2 separate regions of the Mus musculus genome follow, and region 1 is linked to region 2. Evidence: chromatin contacts called from public HiChIP or PLAC-seq data. All regions are on one chromosome and are shown on one strand. Each heading gives the region's core, a stretch centred on a gene start, on an enhancer-like site or on the middle of the called end of the contact. The rest is flanking DNA. Distances are from core to core; before and after follow the strand shown.

What was found. HiChIP or PLAC-seq counts read pairs in DNA pulled down with a chosen protein or histone mark.
Region 1: an HNF4G HiChIP or PLAC-seq map of pancreatic cancer cells shows a contact between it and region 2. The contact joins the enhancer-like site here to the promoter of Asb13 in region 2. A contact is called at or near these places in 1 of 39 promoter capture datasets (macrophages), 2 of 15 datasets of contacts at CTCF or cohesin (CD8 T cells and the NIH/3T3 cell line), 3 of 115 datasets of contacts at active chromatin or transcription factors (embryonic stem cells, forebrain and pancreatic cancer cells) and 2 of 9 other capture datasets (adipose tissue and pancreatic islet).

The regions. Positions count from the first base shown.
Region 1 is chr13:3,667,199-3,674,453 of GRCm38.p6, reverse strand. No RefSeq gene overlaps it. Among named protein-coding and RNA genes, the nearest start is that of Asb13, 37 kb to the right of the region's middle. Within about 2 kb of position 4,258, at least 64 of the 459 cell types and tissues checked have an H3K27ac peak or open chromatin away from gene starts, as enhancers often do. A contact at or near this core is called in the NIH/3T3 cell line, adipose tissue and pancreatic cancer cells, where this site is marked.
Region 2 is chr13:3,630,912-3,638,194 of GRCm38.p6, reverse strand. It overlaps Asb13 (ankyrin repeat and SOCS box-containing 13), which reads right to left and starts at 4,163. Exons shown (of 6, transcript NM_178283.4): 1 at 4,020-4,163. The coding sequence starts at 4,062.

The DNA.
Region 1 (7,255 bases), core at 3,009-5,508, 36 kb before region 2:
TAGCCATGGTTTAAGAAGAAAAAGACAATGGATACCCTTCTGAGCATGCTTTGCTTATGACAATGTATGGGGTATGTGTTTGAAAGACTAAGATGGAGGGCAGGAATGCCTTTGGAATTGGTCAGTCGGCTTATACCACACAGAGAGTGGACAAGAATGCCTCTGGAGAGAGAGGGATAGAGAGAGCTCTGAAGGTGTGTCTAATGATGACTGCCTCACTGAGTGGCTAGCATCTCCTTTGCCAAAGCAAGGTAAGCTAGGCAATCCTTCAATTGTTCAATGAAACAATTTTCTTTGAACAGCTGCCCCTCTCCCCACCTCCCACAGCCCTTGTGTGTGTGTGTGTGTGTGTGTGTGTGTGTGTGTGTGTGTGTGTGTGTGCGCGCGCGCAGGAATTCAAATGTTTTAGAGTTTGAGGAGCCTGCTGTGGTGAGTTGTCATGGATTGGAGTTGAGAGACTGTCTAATCCCTTCGCTGTCAGGGAGAGTCCTTGTTAGGAAAATGAGCTAAATTTGAGCTCTAGACTGGCCCAGACCCCTGACTTTCAGTGGCAGGGGGACCATGGGGAGAGTAATGAGATCATGTCTGCAGAGGCCCCCCAGTCCCATGGAAAAGGATCCTTCCATCACTTCTTAGAAAAGCCTTAGCCCTCCAGCGCATTTCTGCTCACACCATCTCAATTTTCCTGTCTGGCTACAGCCACCAACAGCAGCCTGCCGCAGCCTGCCAAATTTCCATTTACTTGGCCTCTGGCCTTTCCATGCTGTTTCTCCCCTCAGGACTAGATGCAGGTCTGAGTACATGAGCAGAGTTTTTAAACGTGTGGTCCCCAACCAATCATTTAATCCTTCAGATAACTTCAATAAAGGATGCCTGGGTAACTGAGGATGCATGGATAGGTTTCTTTTTCTACCCTCATGCAGTCCCTCTATCTGTCTGGATGTAGGGATCTAAGGAAGGAGAAGACAGTGGGTTTCTTTGTAGGAAATGTGCTACTGGGAGTAGAGTAACTCGGGCTTTCTGGATCTTTTGTTGACCTTTAGCTATGTGGGGTTTCCATTTAATGGTTTCTCATTGCACTCAGGTGGCTGTTGATGGGGAACCCCAAGGGGCTCCTTAAACAACTCTACCCCAGACACCATAGGACTGGGCTCCAATTCCACCTCTCACGTGGATTCTTCTTGATATTAGAAGATAAATCCCTTTTCAGCCCTTGTTTCTAGTCTCTCGCCTATGAGATATCCATCCCTGTCTGGGAATAGGAAAAGACTTAAGAAGGTTCACCAGCTGAAGGAGCCACTGGAGCAGGAGGACGAGAATGGATGTGTAAATTGTAGAAGAAACAGAGGGTTACAGATGTCTCAGCCAAATGGAAAAAGCCAGCTACTGGAGGCAAGGCCATGGAACATTGGCTTTCCCGTGCATTAATTAGGCTCAGTGTGTTATTTAAGACATTAGTTGGAGAGGGAAATGAGAAATGAATGGGGAGGAGTTAGAGGCAGGATTGGGGGTGTGAATATGATCAAAATGCATTGCTACCTATATGAAACTCTAAGAAATAAACCAAAATAGATAGCAGCAGAAGGGTTGGAAAACATGGGCAGACAGACAGGGCCTTCAATACTACACAAAGACATTGGCATTGCTATTCAGAACCAAGAGTTCTGAGCAAGATGTCAACGGAGCTTGGAAAAAATCAACAGCAGGAAGATTCAGCCAGGCATGGTGGTCACACCTTTAATCCCAACTTTCTGAATCAGAGAAAAGTGAATCTCTGTGAATTCAATGCTAATCTGGTCTACCATGGTTAAGTTCCAGGTCAGCCAGGACACTGTAGTAAGATCCTGTTTTTAAAAACTAAAACACGGGGCTGGGAGAGATGGCTCAGTGGTTAAGAGCACTGACTGCTCTTCCAAAGTCCTAAGTTCAATTCCCAGCAACCACATGGTGGCTCACAACCATCCGTAACGAGATCTGACGCCCTTTTCTGGTGCGTCCGAAGACAGTTACAGTGTACTTAATTATAATAATAAATAAATCTTTAAAAAAAAAAAATAAAAAAAACTAAAACAGGCAGAAGGATTCACCCTGTAAAGGGCATTCCAGAGGCAGCATGTAAGTAAGAGACATTCAAAACAGTCAAACAAGTACCTCAAAGTATGGGAAATATGTGACTGTGGGGTGCTCAGCCCTGAGAGGAACATCTGTACAGACCATCGAGGAAGGGTGCAGGTTGTAAGACTCAGAAGTTGGGAAGACTAAGGAGAGAAACAATGAACTATAGACTTGACAGAATTGTTGCGCTCGTGAACTCACAATAGCTTTGGCCGTTTGTACAAGACCAGCACAAGATGAAGCTAGTCAACATTTCAGCATGGAAGGAAACAGGCTCATCAGCCCCTAACTCTAGCTGGGCAGCTATTGACAGTTGGTGGTTCCCAAGGGAGGAAGAGTCCAGTTTCTGTGGGGATGTGGCCCTTGGTGTGTTAATCATGCTCCAGTGGATGGACTCCACACCCGTGAATATATAAGCAGCATTAAATAAGTGTGATGGGTTATTTAAAAATAAATAAATAAATAAACAAACAAACAAACAAAGAAAGAAAGAAAGAAAGAAAGAAAGAAAGAAAGAAAGAAATAGGAGAGGGGTGTGGAAGGTGAGTGGGGAGGGGTTGGAGGCAGGAACAGAGGTGAATAGGATCAAAAAGTGTTGCTATAGGTATGAAACTCTCAAGGCATAAATCAAAATGGTATAATTAATAATAAAAAAGTGTACCTTGAAGACACTTAAGAACAAAGGTCCTTGCCCTGCAGCCAGACAGCTCATATACTGTCTGTCACTCTACAGGTAGCACCAAGACAGAACTCAGAATTCTCCTTTAAAGAGGAAGCCAGTGTGGCACTCTAAAGGAAGACGGCAGCCTTGGATGGTTGGTCCCTCCCTGGGAGATGGACTCCATTAAAGTGTGGGTTCTGGGGTCTAGTGTCCCCGTGGGAATCCTAAGGGTCGGCCTTAAACAGTGTGTGTCTGGCGTGCATTTCTGCACTTCTCTGGAACTCGATTCCCTTAGTCATGATCTGGAGGTCACAAGAATTTCTAGCCCATTGAGATAGTCTTAGAATTTAACATTTTAATCCATGGAAAAGACTTAGAACCACACTTTGCATGTTATAGGGCTCCACTAAAGTTAGTTAGATGCTGGTTGTTTTTCTTTCAATCGAATAATGAAAGCTTTGAAAGAATTTTTGAAGTTTGGGCTGGGATATAGCTCAAACAATGAAATGTTTGCCAGACAATCATGAGAACCCAAAGTTGATCCCCAGAATCTACATTAAAAAACCAGGAATGGTAGTGTAGAACTTGTAATCCCAGTACTGAGGAGGTGGAAACAGGATGGTCCTTGGGGCTCGTTGGCCAGCCAGCCTAGTCTGATTCCCCAAACTCAGGTTACAGTGTGAGAATCTATCTCAGAAAAAAGGAGGAAGAGGAGAGAGAGGAGGAGGAAGAAGTGGAAGAGAAAGAGGAAGAGAGGGAGGAGAAAGAGGAAGTGGAGGAGGAGAAAGAGGGGGAGGAAGGGAAGGAAGAAGAGGAGGAAGAGGAGGAAGAGGAGGAAGGGAAGGAGGAAGAGGAAGAAGGGGAGGAGGAAGAGAAGGAGGGAGAGGAGGAAGAGGAGAAGGTGAATAAGTTCTAAGGAACAAGACTGATGGCTGACATCTGTTTTATTTCAACATGCACATGTGTACTTGCTAACAAATGTGTACACACACACACACACACACACACACAAGAATATTGGAGGCAAAAGTACAGCTATCCTATAAGTCCCTTGGAGAATAAACAGAAGCTAGGAGAGTTAAATAACATGGCAAGGACCTCCCTGCTCTGAAAGTCTCTGGTAGCCCATTTCTCATCACAAGTATGGAAGAGGCCAATCGAACATTGACCCTTCTAAAGCAGCTCATGTTCAACAAGGACAGGAGATAAGGAAGTCGTGTGCTTGAATCCTCGATAGTGTTCTCCCAATCCAGGCCCTTGAACATGCAGTGGAAGGAGCCAGCTCACAAGGCCCAGGCCTCGGAGGCAGACTTGGCTGGTTCCATGAAACCACAAGCTTGTACTTTTTCTCTATAATTTGTGGGAGGCATCAGCATTTCCTCTTTGGAGAAAGGGCAGCCAGCCCTCCAGGGATGAGGCAGGCATGGTAATCAGTAACAGCTGCAGCCTCAGTTGGCCAAGGGTCAAGGCTCCAGTCCTGTTCTTTCCCCCACAGTTTTGCAGTCTGGCTGATCTGGAGCTCAGGGCTGCCACTACAGCCCCAAGCACAGAGCCCCATACTATCTTGAGCCAGCTGTTTGGATTAGTGTTCCTGTCAATCTACAGAGACTAGAATGACATAGGTCCCCCACTCAATGCTGAAAGGATGGATTTGTGAGTCAATGGATGAATGAATCTTTCTACCTCTTTCTTCCTTAAACACGGTCTCAGGAGAGCCATTGCTCAACCTAATGGGCTTCCCAGCCCTGTGCTGAGAAGGGAGTGATAAGTTCCATGTCCAGGTCTCACAGGTCAGAGAGCAGAGAGTCCTCTGACCCTCCACCAGGTCATTCCTCCTGCAGGAAGAGCTCATGCCTGCCTTTCCACTGTACAGCCAGTGGCCATGCACTTGAGCAGACAGCATCAACCTCAGCACCATGCCCCTGGCTGTAGAAGAGCAGGCTGCAGAGGCAAATGGAAAGAAAGGGCAATTCTATGCAGAAGGATGTGAATAAGCCAGGACTTGGGGTGTTTCTGGGCCTTGGCCCCACTCTCCCTGGGGCCTATGAAGAAAGGGCTAACTAATTAAATAGGCTGGGGGAGCTTCTACAAAGACTCAATAGGAAAAGCCACCAACAAGCCATCTCAAGAGAGGCTGTGGTTACCTGAGGGCCAAGGAAAAGAAGGAGTGTGGCAGTATGCCTGAAAAGACTGCCTTTCAGTCAGCGCAGTGGAGAGGCCATCTGCCCTGTTCTCCCAGGTGGCTGTTTGCACTGCTCTGTTGGCTGGCTCAGAGTGGGAAGCCCTGTGGGAACACTAAGTTCTCAGCCCCAGTATGAGGGACCATCTCCTCTGCTGTTGCATTCCCCCATCTTTGTAAACTCCCAACACTGACCCCTTCTTCAAGGCTGGGAACGACCCCACTGACGCAGAACCCACAAGCCATGCATCTGAGCCTTACCACATCATAGCTTGAAATGGTTTGGAAGTGAATCTGTTTCTGGGTTTGTTTTGAGACCAAAATGCATGTTTTGACTTACTCTACCCTTTCCTGTTTCCATAAACTTGTTATGACTGGTTCTTTAGAGTACATGGAGAAAACAGAATTTACAGGTTTGGGGAAAGTGGCCAGTATTCCTCCGAGGAGTGCCCAGCCTTAAGGAAAATGTACTAGGCACTTTTCTGATTGCTGTAACAGAAAGATTCACAAAAGCAACTTACAGAAGAGAAACATTTATTTGGTCCCTGGTCCAAGGGTTCGGTCCACAATGGTGCAGGAGGCGTGACTGCAGGAATGTGACATGGCTGGTCACATTACATCCACAATCAGGAAGTAAAGAGAGATGGATGCTGTTGCTCAATTTGATTTCTCCTTTTTATTCCAGTCAGGTCCCCAGGCGTCCCATAGGATCATGCTACCCACATTTATAGTGGATGTTCCCATATCAGTTAACCCAGTCTAGCAACTCTCTAACACTTATGCCTGGAGATTTGTCTCTTGGGAAAGCCTAGATTCTGTCAAGCTGACAGTACTAACCTTCACAAGTGGCCTTGGATAAAGAGAATGAGCAGCCAGAGAGTACCATACAATCTCAGGAGCAATAACAGGAAAGTGAAGAAGACCACCTAGAGAGAGCATTACGGTCAGTGTTGACTAGGAGTGTATCATGCATGAGGGACCATCTGAAGCACTTACTTTGTATCCTGGACTGTGCTAAGCTCAGACTACATTTTACACACCAGGAGTCCTTCATTTCTCACTTTTCTAGAATAATACAAAAGCAAAATTTCAGTTCCAGTCTATGGAGCCCATGGGGACCAAAGAAATGAGTATCCTGGGTCAACCCTGCATTTGGAGGCACCCTACCAGCCCCACACTTAGGACTGACAGCAAGATCATCCGAGCTGTGTGCACAGGGATGGCTGTGCGGAGCTAGGGGACATGTCACCAGCAGCATTCCACCACAGCCCTGGAACAGCCAGCACACCACCCTAGACTAAACAGAAGACAAGAAAACACTGCTTGCAAAGAATTGCTATTTTTACATCCCTTTTCCAGAATTACAATATTCTAAGATATAAATTCAAATCAGAAGGCAGAGTCAAAAGAGAGCAAAGGGCCGGGAACACACCCACAAGTGAGAAGGAGTCAGTCCCTCCTCCCATTGCCATAGTATTCTGGGTACCTCTGCTAAAAGAATACAAATTCTTGGACCCCTCATCCTTGACTGACAGAATCACTCCAGACGAAGGTGTGATCTAGGACTGTGTGTCTCCAGTCAAAAGTTCCCGTGATTCTCTGAACCACTGCTCAGAGGCAGGGACCCAGAGAGAGATCTAGATGCTTAAACGCAAAACAATCCACAGAGTCCTAAAAAGCACTTTAAATTCTATTTTATTATTTTGTGCATAGGGATATTTTACCTGCATGCATGTCTGTGCACCATGCGCATGTAGTGCCCCTGGAAGCCAGAAGAGGGTGGTGTCAGAAACTCTGGGACTGGAGTTTCACAAGGTTGTTAGCCCCTGTGTGGGTGCTGGAAATTGACCCCAAGTATTCTTCAAGAGCAGCCAGGGCTCTTAAACACTGAGACATCACTCCAGCCCATGTAAAAGGCACTTTACATGAAAGGTTGCTCATCTGCCAGGGAAGGGTTGAAGGTGCCCGAACAGAGCCACCTAGAGTTTCTGTTGTATCGTTGGCCTGTTGTGCTGTTACAAGGAATGTGTGGAATCTGTGTCCAGACAGATCTCTATTCTGGTCTGTTCTGGTCTGAATATTTTCCCTACCAAAACTCAGCCACCCTCCCACCCTTATTTCCAACCACTTCAACTTGACCCCTAGAGCAAAACTTCTGGAAACTTCAGATCTCTGACTGATGTCATCTCCGACTACCATCCCCCAAAACAGACTCCAATGGAAGGCCTTTCTCGGCTCACAGGCTTGGAACAGACTATATTTTCTCAGACAGGTTGATGGCACACCAACAGAAAAGGGCT
Region 2 (7,283 bases), core at 2,914-5,413:
CTATGATTGGGAACAAGATGCTGTAGGGGATGCTTCAAGACACACTTATCTTTATTTAGCTCTCAGGGAAAAGTCCAGGGTCCTGAGTGACTTATCCCCAAAGCTTTGGAAAACTAAGATTTGTGTCACTAACAATGAATTCTAGAGCTGAGGACTTCAGAGATATTATACAACTGACACACACACACACAGCAGGGAGAGCCAAATGTATGACCCCTTTACTTTCCCAAACCTCCTTACAAAGGCAGTCAAAGAACACAAGCATTGGTACAGGCGAAGGAACAGACCAGCCTCTTCCTGAGGTTGGTTATCTCTGTACACTGAGGGTTTACCCTCCTCCCCACTGTACAGATGGCAGTGCCTGTTCTTCAGGATCCTACGACCACTAAACATAATATATGTGCCCGAGAACGGCCCAAAGTAGACAGTGCTATTGATCATCAGCATCCAGCTTTAATTGTACAGTCTGTATTTAAACAGACCTGAAGCCGGGTGAGGTAGTGCACACCTTTGATCCCAGCACTGGGGAGGCAAAGGCAGGCAGATTTCTGAGTTCGAGGCCAGCCTGGTCTACAGAGTGAGTTCCAGGACAGCCAGGGCTACACAGAGAAACCCTGCCTTACTTTAAATGTGGGCGCTTTTGTTAGCTTTTAAGATAGTTCTCAAGCGTATCTTTTTAGATGTTTTAATTATGAATCTCCAAAATAGTCTTTGACAAAACAAAACAAAATAAAACACGATACAAATGACCTGTGATGTGACTTTAAAAGGCACTCAATGTAAGGGGGGGGGGGGCAATATTGCCTTATTGTTTCAGTCTATGTTGTTTTTTAGATATTTTCTTTATTTACATTTCAAATGTTATCCCCTCTGCTATCCCCTCCCCCTCCCCCTCCCCCTGCTGACCAACCCAACTACTCCCACAGTCTATATTTTTTTTAAAAACATACAATGAGGTAAAAAATAAAATAAAATGTTTGCCTTCAAAGAGGGGCAGGGAGCAGCAACTTGAAAGACTAAGTAAAGAAAAGAAAGTGAAAGAGAGTAGGGGAAAGTGAAACAGATTGGCAACTAAGTTAAAAGAACAAGGAAACCAAACCGGGCGGACAGGCGGGCGGGGCGCAGAAAGAGCGACTCCTCTCCCTGCTGAAAAGGAGCTCACTTAGAACACCTAGAACACGTGATCGCCCTCCTTCCCTGCCTTTAGTCATCCTGGTATGTTTATTAAGTGAGGGTACACTCCCTTAGTTCCCACAGTTCGATCACAAAACACAGCGAGCCTGGGCTTCAAGCCAAGTATCTTTTCTTGTTTGTTTTTTTACTTTTTGAGAGAGGTCCTTGGTAGTAGCCTGAGCTGGCCTTAAATTCACAGCGTATCTGGGCCACCTAGCTGAGATTACCAGTAAGAACTTTCAGGCCTGGCTTATTTTCTTCATTCTGAAGAACTTGAGAAAAGGCTTCATTGGCAACCAGCCACCTTAGTTTTCTTGTGAAGGAGGTGACTTTTCACAGGGCCATGTTACAGAAAAGATATTAACGTGCTGTTTTGTTCATAAACGTGTTTATTACTTGACTATTATTTTCTTTAAACTTTTTCGGCCTCCGGTATGCTTTCAAGCTTGTTTGTCAACAAGTTCTCTTTGAATTCCTGTTTTTATTAAACAATTTCTTTTTTTTAAAGATTTATTTATTTATTATATGTAAGTACACTGTAGCTGTCTTCAGACACTCCAGAAGAGGGAGTCAGATCTCATTACAGATGGTTGTGAGCAACCATGTGGTTGCTGGGATTCAAACTCAGGACCTTCGGAAGAGCAGTCAGTGCTCTTAACCGATGAGCCATCTCACCAGCCCCACGTTTTCATTCTAACCATTCAAAGTTTCATTCTAAGCCTTGAAAAGCATCCTGAATCCTTGCTAAGACTGAACATGTCACAGGGATAAAAATGGTAAAGCCAGAGGGTTCCTAATAACACATGGAAGATCTTTTCTTTCCTTTCTCTCCAAAGACCTCATGAAGCCAAGGTGTGGTGGCACAGGCCTTTAATCCCAGCACTCAGGAGGCAGAGGCAGAGGCAGGCGGATTTCTGAGTTCGAGGCCAGCTTGGTATACAAAGTGAGTTCCAGGACAGCCAGGGCTACACAGAGAAACCCTGTCTCGAGGAAAAAAAAAAAAAAAAAAAGACCTCATGAAATCGAGAGAAAATTACATAAGCAAATGAAAGTAATCTAAAAGTGCTATACATAAATATTCTGGTTACCATTCAGCAGGAATATAATATTAGAAGTCAGAATATTACAGTTAAAGTTCCCTGTGGTGGGTTCCACTTTTACTGGAACAGTGGTACTGTTTTGGATCCAGCACCTTCAGTTTAAGCCAGAAATACAAATACCAGCAGGGCACATTTTTGGGGACACATATTAAATTTTTTAAATTACAGTGTCAAAAATAGCCAAGAACCCTAACACCCGCTAATCAAGAATATGATTTTCATTGGGCAGTGATGGCGCATGCCTTTAATCCCAGCACTCGGGAGGCAGAGGCAGGCGAATTTATGAGTTCGAGGCCAGCCTGGTCTACAGAGTGAGTTCCAGGACAGCCAGGGCTACACAGAGAAACCCCGTCTAGGAAAAAAAAAAAAAAGATTTCTCCACAAGCTATGCAGAAAATATACTTGGGAGTGGTGTTTTTAAAAAATATTTAGAGAAAATATTGTGACATATAGCCTAGGTTGGCCTAGAACTCACAGCCCCACTGTCTCTACTTTCTGAGGGTTAGGATTACAGGTAAGAGCCCTCATGCCAGGCTCTGATGCCAGACTAACCCCTATCTGAACAAAAAAATGTATGCTTAGTAGGCTTCTGTGGTTAGCCATCCACTGCCTAGTCACACGAATCAAATAGTGACCACGCTATCAGGGTCAAAGTCTTGTGCCAGCCAAGGGTGCCAAGAAAAACAGGTGCTTATTAAAGAGGCTTTGATTGTTCTGAAGGAGTTTGTTTTGAAGAAATCAATTAAAAGATCTATCTACCTTGTTATGATTGTAATTACAATCATAATAAATTGCAGCTAAATTAACTCGATTTTCTTTACATTACTTTTTTTTTTTGGTTTTTGAGACAGAGTTTCTCTGGGTAGCCCTGGCTGTCCTGGAACACACTTTGTAGACCAGGCTGTCCTCGAACTCAGAAATCCTCCTGCCTCTGCCTCCCATGTGCTGGGATTAAAGGCGTGCGCCATCATGCCCGGCTTACATTACTTTTTTTTTAACTCACATAAAGGAACATTTTGGCTTTCTTTCTTCTATTTATTTTCAAGCTATTGAAGCACAATGTCATTGTCCTTTCTATTTACCATATTATTATTTTGTAAACAAGAAAAAAAATGTACTTCTCCAAAGAATGCTCCTTTGCCTTCAAATTCATTTTATGGATTAAAACAGCCCAAAGGTACAGAGGACACTTCTTCAGCACCAGGTATGTCCCAGTGTTGGGCCATGACCTCATTCTGGAGCAGACTCCCTGGTTGCAGCTGCTGCAACCTACAGGGTATGTGTAGGATGCTTTAAGCCCCGCAAGCAATTCACTGCACCAAACGTGGTGCAGTGACCGCAGTAGGCTCCGGATGAGGCTGCCAACCAGTGTACACTTTCCAGACTCTGCGGGTGAATTGGGCAACGACCCCGCATGCTCCCCAAAGTGTGCGGTGCTCTGGTAGACTGGCGGTTCTGAATCCCATACCTGGTGCATCACAGAGAAGACCAGCTGCACAGTGCACCGGCTAGAAACAGGGCGACAGACATTAAACGTCGGTCTGAGATGACCAGGATCGTCCGGGCCCTACTCGAATCACTACACCCCACCCCAACGCCTCTGACCACCAACTTGGAACGGCGCGCGATGCCCATCTCTGGGACAAAGGCCACCCATGAGCTTGCTCTGTCCCCAAGTGCTGATCTCCTGGTCCTGACTCCAGCCCCGGTGTGGTGTCCTTGGCGGTTGCGGCGCGAAACACGTACCCACATCTCCCAGGAAGCAGCCGTCCCCGGCGCGCGGCTCCATGCTGCTCGCCCGCTGGGCTCCCCTGTCTACCGGCCTTGTGACTCAGAGCTCTGGGACCTGAGCCGGGACCTAAACCGAGACCTACCCCGGAGCGCAGGCCGCTGGGCGGGGCCTGATTGCTACCATGGCCACCGCTGGGAGTTGTAGTTTCTGTATCCGCCGCGTGCCACCTGAGCGTCCCCACTCCGCTGTCACTGCTGAAGGGTGACATGCAAATCAGAAGAGTGCAAAATATGTGTCCGTGTTGACACCAGTGAATATACGTCCATTAACAACTCCTGTGTTTGGCAGAAAAGCTTAAATCCCGGTGTCCTAGCTAAAAGATACGTTCGTATGCAAAATGTTTAGCTCCTCAAACGCGTGCCCATGTGCAAAAAGTGTTTAGCTGCCAAAACTGGCCTTCTGTGGTTTACACTGATCCCGCTGAGCAAAGTATTCAGTCTCTTCATGCCTGAAACTTTGAAGAAAACGTTTTCACTGAAGATGGTGATCAAAATGCCTAACTTCTTTCTTTCTTTCCTCTCTCTCTCTCTCTCTCTCTCTCTCTCTCTCTCTCTCCCTCCCTTCCTCTCTCCCTCCCTCTCTTTCTTTCTTTCAAAATAAATCTTAACTTTCAAATAGCTGGTATTCATTGAAGAAAACCACGTTTCTTGGTGAATGGTTTTAATCAGGTGTTTCACTAACCAGTTTAGCAGAAGGAGTTGGAGCTCTATGAGCAACCTAGCAGAAAGGAGAAACCAGTCTTCCCAGGGGGTTCCAGGTCAACCAAAAACGTGAGATACTTGGGAGACACTCTCATCTTGACCAGTACAGAGGCTCACGGAGGAAATACAACGTGACTTGAACATGATAACATCAGAATCACTGGAAATAGCACTAGAAGTCATCCTTTGAGGTAAGGATGCTTGGATGGCCGGAAACTTCATCTGCACCTTGGACCACAGGTTTAGGAGACCTTGAATGGTATCTGTTGGGAACCCGAACTTCTGGAATAAACCTTGGAATAAAATTCCAAATCTTTTAGTAAAAGGATCTGTATCTATTTGGCCATTTGTTTATCAAATTTTGGCTCTTGTGGTTTTGTTTTTGTTTGTTTTGTTTTGCAGGGGCATTTGTTTTGGTTTTGCTTTGTTTGATGTATATGTGAGTGTATGTGACTACATGTGTGTTTGCAGGTCAGAGGATACAGTCCGTGTTAGTCCTTGAGGACCTTCTGATTTGTTTGAGACGGGGTCTCCTATTCACCGCTGCACCTGGCAGGCCTGTGGGCTCTCAGAGAGCCGTCCACTTCCTCCTCCCATCACGGTGCAAGACTGCTGGAATTATGAATGACAGCTTACATTGCCCAGTTTTTCTTGAGCTCTGAGAATCCAAGCTCTGGTCCTGTCAGATGGCTCAGCAAGCCCACGACCGAGCCATCTCTCAGGTCTTGCACATGCTTCTTTGCAAGTTTTCTACGTTTTTAGGCAGATAAAAATAGGCTTCATTTTCACACATTTGCAGTGAGATTCTGTGATTCGGTATTCCTTCTTGTCTGTGTGGTAGGTCTGCATGTTTGTATTTTCTTCAGCATTTCTTTCCTGACACGGATTCTGCAAATGTGAATATAGGCTATATCGAACACATATGAATATATACATGTATATTGTACATGTGTTATATAAATGTTTGTTATAGGTTTCCTAAGCAATCATTTTTTTTCCATTTTCTTTTCTTTTTTTTTTTTTTTTTTTTTTTTTTTTGGTTTTTCGAGACAGGGTTTCTCTGTGTAGCCCTGGCTGTCCTGGAACTCACTCTGTAGACCAGGCTGGCCTCAAACTCAGAAATCCGCCTGCCTCTGCCTCCCGAGTGCTGGGATCAAAGGCATGAGCAGCCACCCCCTTTTTTAAAGTGTTTACATATTCAAAAGTACATTCTCTAAAATAGGTCCTTGTCTTACATAGGGTTTTACTGCTGAGAACAGACACCATGACCAAGGCAACTTAAAGACAACATTTAATTGGGGCTGGCTTACAGGTTCAAAGGTTCAGTCCATTATCATCAACGTGGGAGCATGGCAGTATCCAGGCAGGCATGGTGCAAGAGGAGCTGAGAGTTCAACATTTTGTTTTGAGGGCAAACAGTAGAAGACTGGCTTCTAGGCAGCTAGGATGAGGGTTCTAAAGCCCAAGCCCACAGTGACACGCCTACTCCAAGGCCACACCTACTCCAAGGCCACACCTCCAAATAGTGCCACTCCCTGGGCTAGGCATATTCAAACTACCACAGTCCTTTTTCTTCAACAGCCAAAATATATTCATCAAGGACCAAAATATGGATATTATGCTGTTTTTTTTTCATTATATTCTTTGACGGAATGACTGACTTGAAATTTGTTATTCTGTAAAGAAAGAAAATATAAGATTTAAGTTAAGAGTTCTCTGAACTGAAAGGAAATTATTCCCAAAATATTTACTAAATAGTAACCCATTTATCCATGTTTGTATTAATTAATCTCCTTTAATTGCATGTTAAACTCATTATCTTTTTAACCTATTAAAGTATCTGTACAATATTAATAAAAATCTAATATTCATTTAGCACAGTCGTTTATTGAATAAGTTAGTGAATTTTTAAATTAACTACTTTTAGGATTTGAATATAAAATATATTCCACATACTCATGTGCTAAAACCCTGGTCCCAAGCTGATGGTATTATTTGGAGAAGGGCTAGAAACCCAAAGAAATGTCCAGCCTTTTCACACTGAAATATAGCAAGGTCATATAGAGTTTATGCCCCAGAACTGTGAAATCAAGTCTCAAAATATTCATAATGGTGTATCTAAGTTTATTATTTTGTGTTGGGTCACATTTATATTTTGGTCCCATGCAGCCCATGGCCGTAGGCTGGACTTGCCTACAAGGACTTGAGCTTACCTAGAGACATAAGTCACTTGGAACTGTCCTTGGTATCCATCTTGCCCTGGACCTTGCCACTTTCTGTCTCTGTGCTTCCTGTCCACTATGAAGTGAATAGCTTCCTCTTCTACATTGTATCCTCATGGCCTGAATGTCTTGCCTTGTGCCCAGAGGAATGGAGCCAACAAGCCATGGATTGAAACCTCTGAAACCATGAGCCAAAACAATTTCTCCATTTAAGTTGTCCTCTCAAGTATTGTCACAAATATAGAAAGCTAAAACAATACAGCACACCCGTTATTTTTCTATGCGTTTTTCAAAA